Regions from separate parts of the Mus musculus genome. Here region 1 is linked to region 2. Evidence: chromatin contacts called from public HiChIP or PLAC-seq data. All regions are on one chromosome and are shown on one strand. Each heading gives the region's core, a stretch centred on a gene start, on an enhancer-like site or on the middle of the called end of the contact. The rest is flanking DNA. Distances are from core to core; before and after follow the strand shown.

Evidence for each region. HiChIP or PLAC-seq counts read pairs in DNA pulled down with a chosen protein or histone mark.
Region 1: an H3K4me3 HiChIP or PLAC-seq map of bone marrow-derived macrophages shows a contact between it and region 2, with 4 times the contacts expected there. The contact joins two enhancer-like sites. A contact is called at or near these places in 2 of 484 Hi-C or Micro-C datasets (the HPC-7 cell line and the N1E-115 cell line), 1 of 115 datasets of contacts at active chromatin or transcription factors (bone marrow-derived macrophages) and 2 of 9 other capture datasets (adipose tissue and pancreatic islet).

What each region holds. Positions count from the first base shown.
Region 1 is chr17:28,418,936-28,422,715 of GRCm38.p6, reverse strand. The region is part of intron 5 of Fkbp5 (FK506 binding protein 5); the gene reads left to right. Among named protein-coding and RNA genes, the nearest start is that of Gm22146, 26 kb to the left of the region's middle. Within about 2 kb of position 2,420, at least 132 of the 459 cell types and tissues checked have an H3K27ac peak or open chromatin away from gene starts, as enhancers often do. A contact at or near this core is called in bone marrow-derived macrophages, where this site is marked.
Region 2 is chr17:28,190,412-28,194,501 of GRCm38.p6, reverse strand. All of the region lies in intron 2 of Zfp523 (zinc finger protein 523), which reads right to left. Among named protein-coding and RNA genes, the nearest start is that of Zfp523, 15 kb to the right of the region's middle. Within about 2 kb of position 1,556, at least 42 of the 459 cell types and tissues checked have an H3K27ac peak or open chromatin away from gene starts, as enhancers often do. A contact at or near this core is called in bone marrow-derived macrophages, where this site is marked.

The sequences.
Region 1 (3,780 bases), core at 1,171-3,670, 230 kb before region 2:
CCATCCTGGAACTCACTCTGTAAACCAGCTGTCCTCAAACTCACAGAGATGCCTCCGCCTCTGCCTCCACCTCCACCTCCTGAACACTGGGATTAAAGGTGTGTGACACCACTGCCCAGCAAAATCACAGGTTTTTAAAACTATTTCATTGTGTCTCAGAAAATAGCAGTATATTCTTTTCAGGTGTTTTAGAGGTAGATAGCTCCTTTTTCTAGAAAGTATCTCCAGGTCTTCAAGTGGAGTGAATCATAATAGAAAAAAAAAAAAAAAGAAAGCAAAACAAAACAAACAAAAATCCAAGCCACTAATGAAGTGTTCATTTTAGGATTTCGTACAGGATAAAAGCTCTGGGGCAGTGCTGCATTGACAGCCTCCTGGAGCTTGTTAAAATCAGAGTACTGGACAGACAAAACAAAAGCCAGTGTGGTGGTAGTGCACACATTTCGGCCCAGCGCTCGGAAGCAGAGGCTGCTGGATCACAAATTTGAGGCTAACCTGGTTTACAGAGGGCGTTCCAGGACAGCAAGGACTATACAGAGAAACCCTGTCTCAAAAAACCAAAAATAAGTAAATAAATAAGGATGTTGACTGATAGATTCAGAAAGGAAAAATCCTATAAATTGGTGTAAATTGCCACTGTTTTCTCTGCTTTCAGATTAGTCATTAAGTAAATACTTATATAGGGGTCCTGAGCTGTGTGCTAAGTGTTGTGGCATACAAAGGCAGTGTGGAGCTCTGGGCTGGCCTGCTGGGACTCTTCCTTGTACTTGACAACTGTGTGGGACAAAAGTGCATTCTTACAGGGATCCTAAAGTGTTCATTGGAGGGCACCTCCCTACTAATGTGAGGAATAACCCTGTATGTTGTTCCCTGAGTTCATCTCCACACCCACACGTAATGCACTGCTTGCCTATGAACAGATGAATGAATGAAATGCCAGCTCTGTTCAAATGCTTTAATGTAGCGCCTGTCTTCTTTTTTCTCTTTTACAATTAAAAAAAAAAATCAGTTGTATGCTTATGCATGCTTTACCTGCGTGTATGTCTGTGTACCATATGTATGACTGGTGCCTGAGGAGGGCAGAAGAGGGCATCCTATCCTCTGGAACTGGAGTGATAGGTAGTTGTGAGCCACTTGTGGCTGCTAGGAACTGAACCCAGGCCCTCTCTACAAGAGCAACAAGTGCTAACAGCCAAGCCATCTGTCCAGCCCCTTTGTTTTCTTCAGAGACAAGGTCTCCTGTCACTAAGGCTGGCCTTGAAATACTGGTCCTCTTGCCTCTCTCTGCCTCTTGAGTTGAGTGATAATCCCCCAAAGTGCCCGTGCCACTATGCCCACTCTAAACTCTTAGTTATTTACTTTGTGTGGGTCTGGGACTCATACCTCGTGCTTCAAGAGTGCGGAGTAAGCACTCTACTCTGAGTCCTATCACCAAGCTCCTCAGTACTTAAAACTCCCTGTTGTTGTTGCTGCTATGTGTGTTTGCTTGAGAACAGGTCTCACCAGGTAGCTCTCAACCTCCCAGCTCTTTATGAAGCCCTAGCTGCTCTCAAACAGGCTGGGATCCTCTTGCCTCTGCTTGCCAGACGCCACTACACTTAGCTTTGGAATGCTTCGCTTCTGCTAGCAGTTTCAGGCTAGCCAGGATCATCTCACCAACGGAGGAGAGACCACAGACAGAGTTGTTAGGCGGCAGAATGACACTGGCTAATGTTGAGGTGTGCTCAAGTCCTCTGCTGTTGTAAAAGGAAGAGCAGTTAAGATCATAAAAGCCATTCCAGTAGTCAGGACCCGCGCCTGCCCTGGGCTAGGGTCTGGCTCGCAGTGCACCCTTCCCCTGAGTTAGAGCAGGAAGGGAGGCTGTGTGGGGGGAGTCTGAGCACCATGCCTGACAGGAATGATGTCCTTGTGGTCAGTGGTTAATGTACCTCGCTGCTTTACAAGAGTCCCGGCTTGCCTTCTTGGGGCATAATAACATCCACTCTCCTGGGAACCCTTGCCCAGTGTCATTGACTGGTCCCACCCTGGGTTCTGCTAGCCAGATGACCAGTCTTTCCTAGTAGTGATGCCATTACAACACTGCCGTTCAGAGCCCATCACCCAGTCTTTGGGGACGAGTGCAGAGCTATCAGACACCAGCTACTATAATTAGAAAAGGGAAAGCAGGCGCTCACCGAGCTCACATCTTAGGCTGGGGCATTTACAGCACTTTTTTTAAAAAGTTGCAGCCTCTTCCTCAGTTTTGCTTCCTGAAATACAAGCTGTACAGTTTTGGGGTTCTCACATTTCAGTTTTTGTTACTGCTGTATGCTCCCCACCCCCATTTTAATCGGAGAACAAATTGCTGTCAGCACATCGAGTTCATGTGCCAGCCACATTCAGAACAGGGTGTTCTGTGCTCTTCAAAACAAAATTGCTCTAGGGCAGTAAGAGAACAATAAGTCAGAGCTCAGTTTAAGTGATGTCTGCAGTGACCAGACTCACTTGATGTGCTTACACTCTGGATTGCACAGCTGAACTTGGCTAGTTTGGTTTGCTTTGACTTTGTGGGGTTTGTTGGAGTACCCCCCTTACAGGTTACATAGACTTTTAAGTCAAGAGAAAATATTGCCAGTTTTAAACTTGTTTGTTTCTCTTTACCAAAAAAAAAAAAAAAAAAATCCCTAAGAAAAGCCTCCTGTGTGCACTTGTGTTCACTTGGAGACCATTGTAGATCATTTGCTTCCTGTAAATCATGCTGGATGAGATTAGCAGCAGACCTCCTGAGCCCTAGAGGCTGAGCTCCCGAGTGAGTCATGGTGGCTTGTATTAAATATTTATGAAATGAGTATTTGTGCTATGGAATACAAAGTCAAAAGCACCCACAGGTCTTCCAGAGTCAGAGCAGGGGAAGTGGGATTACTAGGAACCGGGCGCCTCTGCATGGATCCGCTCAGAGCAAGTCCTTACTGTGCAGAGGCCTGCCAGGGCCCTGGTGCTGCGAGCTCTCGTCAGCAACCTTGCAGGACTTGTCACACCAGTGTTCAGAAGCCAAACAATCCAGCCTGTGGTGACCTTTCTCCATGTACATGGAGACAATCATGGGCTGTGTTTACCAGCTCTGACCCTTCATTTTTCCTGACTTAACATTCCATCATGTCCTGAAGTGATTGGTGCATGCATGTATGTGTGAGGAATCGGGAATGTCACCTAAGATCTCTAATTTGTATTATTATGTATGTAAGTGTGCACGTAGAGTGAGAAGAAATGATTCCCCTCTTCTACCACTGACGCCCAGGTAATAAGATTGGGACATCAGGTGCAGGCAACCTTGGGCTAGCTGCTGATTTTCCAGACACAATTGGACAACTTAAAAAATCCACGTAACTCCATGTTCTAGGGCTCTGATGCCCTCTTCTGACCTCTGTGGGCACCTGTACATGCATAGCATATAGTCAAACACACACGTATGTAAATTAATAAAACCTTTTTTTTTCCTTTTTAGATTTTTATGTGTATATCTTTTTTTGTCTGAATGTATCCATGCAGTGCCCATGGAAGCCAGAAGAGGGCATTAGACCCCAGGAGCTGGAGGCACAGACAGTTATTACAGTTACTGGCTTCCATACAGATGCTAGGAATGGAACCCCAGCTCTGTGGCACAAGCAGCAGGTTCTCTTCCCCACTGTCTCCAGCCCCAGCAATTGCCTTCCTGCTCTGCCTTTGTCACATCCTGACTTTCTGGTTACTTTTTGCTTTCTTCTGACATTCATTCATCTTTCCTGCACACAGCGATGCTTA
Region 2 (4,090 bases), core at 307-2,806:
GTACTCTGGGGCCAGGACTGACCTCCCGAGTGTGTAAGCCTGCGCCCATACTCAGCTTGAGTCTCGGCTGCATGCTCCTTTGAATAGTTGTCTCTTCCTAATGCAGTGGCTGTGGACTTGAGTGAGCTCACAGAGAGCAGGCAGGAACACACTCAGCCCTCCATAGGCTGCAGCCTTCACGCTGGTGAGCCCCACAGGCAGAGTAAAAGCAATGGGAGCCAGATTGGTGGTGTTCATCTACAATCCCAGCACTTGGGAAGTGGTGGAGGAGGCACAGGAGGTCAAGGCCAGCCTCTGCTACAGTTTGAACTTGAAACTAGCCTGGGCTACAAGAGATCCTTCTTGAAAAACAGCAACAAAAAACAAACGAAAGAAATGGAAGTGAAGGGATAGAGAGGTGTGGATTCATGTGCCTGTGCGTGTACATGTGTGTGTATATGTGTGTGGCGTTTGTGTGCACATTGAGTGTGCACGTGTGTGCACGTGTGTGCACATGAGCATGTGCATAGGCCAGAGGTCAACCTTGGGTGATGTTCCTCAATAAGCCTTCCCTTGCCTTTGAGACAGCATCTCTCATTGGCTGGCCAGGAGCTCCCAGGTTCCATAGGCTGGCGGGCCAGAGAGTCCCCAGGGATCCTCCTGGCTGGGGGATTAGAAGCACGTGCCACTTCACCCAGCTTTTGATGTGGGTGCTGAAGGTTGAACTCGGGCCCTCACACTTTCATGCTCCATGAGTGAGCTATCTGCCTAGGCTGAGTGTGGCTACTGTGGGGGTGGGGTCTATGACTCACCTTACTGTCATGTGAGCATGTTTCCTTACTTGATCTATGCAACCTCAAGCCCCACTCCCACCCCACCCACCAAAGCTTTCCTTGAGACAGGATCTTGCTCTGTAGTCCATGCTGGCCTGGAGTTTGCTAACCAGACAAATGAAGACTTCAAAGTCATTGTAAGCTCCTGTTTCTGCCTTCTACATGCTGAGGTTACAGGAGTGTGCATCCTGCCAGGCTTTTTCTTCCTTTCCAGGGCTGGGACTGAACCTTTAGCCTTTGCATGTCAGGTAAGGGCTTCAGCCAGGAACGTGTATCCCTAAACCTTGATTATTTTATGCAGGGTCTTGATATGTGGCTCAGGCTGGCCTCATATTGCAATCCTCCTGCCTACGTCTCTTGTGCTTTGGGGGGACCACAGGTATAGGCCACTGTGTCCTGGACTCTTTTCTCTTCTCTTAGATGGGGGTCTCAAGTTGCCCAGGTTGGCTTTATCCTCACTATAGAGCTGAGGATAGCCCTGAATTCCTCCTGTCTTCCTGCCTTCACACCTAAGTGTGAATGAGCCACCACACCTGAGTGGGCTCTTGGGATCAGACTCAAGGGCTCCCTGCTCAGGCTGTTCTCTTGGGAGAGAATGGGAGTGAGGACAGAAAGAAAGACAGGGAGACTGACAAGTCAATGCAGGAGATGTGTTCACTCTTTCTTCAGCTCAGGAACTGAGCCCTGCAATAAGGAGAAACGTCAGCTGGCCTCTTCTGACTCAACTATCTGCTGACATTGTCCCATCAGGGGAATCCCCAAACTCACCCCTAGAGGGATTCTCCATGGGTTCTGGTGCTCTGCACAGTTGTGACTCCTCAGCTCCATAGTTATGCATAACCTTGAATGGCAAATGCCCTTTTGCTTTAGAAAGTTCTAGAAACTATAGGAGGTGGGTTTAGCTGGAAGAAGTTGGTCCTTGGAGGTCATGTGGGGTGTGTGTGTGTGTGTGTTTCCCCTTGGCCCGTTTCTGCTTCATTTCCTCCTTCCTGTCAGCCGTGAGGTGAACAGCTCTCTCCTACAGCCCAGAGGCTCCCGTCTACAGTGATGTTCTGCTCAAGTACATGGGGCCAAATGACTAGGACTGAACACCTTAAAGACATGAGCCAAAGTAAACCCTCTCTCTTTCACATCGGTCACGTAAGGTATTTATGTTGTCCCAGCAAGGCAAAGGAACTGGTGCCAGAGAAGAGGGATGTGGCTGTGACCTGGCAGTGTGGATCTTAGGTCTTGGGAACTTTCTGTGGAAGGACTTTGGAAAAGTATGGAGCAGCAAGCCAGAGAAGGCTTAAGCTGCTGTAAGCGGAACTTAATAAGCAGTTTCCTGTGTGAGTTCAAAAGACCAGGATGCCAAGTGCAAGTGGGCAGTTGAGATTAGGCTCCTGCACCTTCAGAGGGGACAGGACTCCAGTGGGGACAGACCAGAGGACCACGAATGGTACATTCTAGCAAAGAATATCATGCATGTCCTAAGATTTTGAGTAAGGCTGAGTTTAAAAGTAAAAGTAATTATTCTGATGTAAGATTTTTAAAAAAAAGATTTACAACTACATTTATTTGAGTGTGATTAAGTGCACACACATGGATACACATATTGCAACCCAGTGGGAGGTAAGAAACAGACCTGAGAAGAATGATGGGAGAAAGAGAAACAAAAGGGCTGGAGAGGCAGCTCAGTGGTTAAGAGCACTCACTGTTCTTCCAAAGGTCCTGAGTTCAATTCCCAGCACCCACATGGTACATGGTGGCTCACAACCATTTGTAATGAAATCTGATGCTCTCTTCCTGTATGTCTTTAGACAGTGACAGTGTATTCATAAAAAATAAAAGAAATGTAATATATATATATATATATACACACACATTCATATATATATATACATACACATACACACATATACATATATACCTATATATATATGTGTGTGTGTATGTGTGAATGTATATAGTCACAAACAGAGAAACAGAGAGGTGGAAGAGGCAAAGACATAACTTTAAAAGAAAAGATTTAAGAAGAGTGGTCTGGGGCTAGACAGCTCGCCTTTTTGCTATTCTGTTCTTTTGAGACAGACCTGCCTTAGTCTCCCGAAGGCAGAGACTACAGGTTGAGGGTTGGCTGCCAACCGCTTTAATTCATTAACTAGTAATTCTCTGTGGAAAGCTGAAGCAAGGGAAGTGAGAGGGTCTAAGGAGAAAGCACAGCCCCACCTAGAAATCCCAAATTCTCTCCCAGACTGCACCATGACAGGTGTAGGGACAGGACAGACAATGCAGGGACAGAGAGCTACGGGCTTCAGAAGTATTCTAGAGAAAACACATTCTCAGGAGAACGATCCTAGACAGACTATGACAGGCCTTCCGAAGCCACCTCAAGAGCTTGTTGACGACATCAAGGGCTATCTCACTTCATTGTCAAGAAACAAATTTTTGGCCAGGCATGGAATCCCAGCTCTCGGGAGGCAGAGGCAGGTAGATCTCTGAGTTCGAGGCCAGCCTGGTCTACAGAGTGAGTTCCAGGACAGCCAGGGCTACACAGAGAAACCCTGTCTCAAATAAACATCAACAAAAGCAAAGAAAACAAAGAAAGCCCACATAACTTAAATGACAAAGCACTAAACGAGGCATCCGCACACCTAGGCCTGGACATTTTCTTAGGTGTGTTGAACTGAAGGAGGCAGCAATGTGGTTATGAGGATAGCGCTGCTCCCAGGATCTGGAAAAGGAAGGAGGAGGCAGCGTTTCTGTCCACGGAGGCCAAGACCACACGGGGCACGTCTGAGAGCGGTGGGCAGGAGCACTGCCCAGAGGTACCCATGCCCAACAGCACTTCAGGCTTGGGCTCTCCATGGCTGTTAAGTCTGCGTTTCCCACAAATGACAAACTCTCAGTGTGACTATCCCTCATCTGAAACCTAAGTCTGCAGTGCGTGAACTCCCAGCAGGTTAGGGAAGTGCAGGCTCACATCTATGCGAACATTCCAAACCCTAGGTCTCCAAAACCCAACACGTGTCTACTCCTAAGTGTCTGCGCAGAGGAGGCCTTGTCTGTTCATAAACAGCTTTTTAACATTTCTACTTTTATTTAGGTCTATATGCTCATGGTGTGTGTGTGTATGCATGCTATGTGTGTGTGAGTTACCTCAGAGATCAGACGAGGGTGTTGGATTCCCTGGAGCAGCCCATCATAGGTGCTGGGAACCCAACTCAGGTCCTCTGACAGAGCCTCCGTGCCCCCAGCGTGTACTTACATGCCTGGAGAGTTGTTTTAGTCTTCAATGC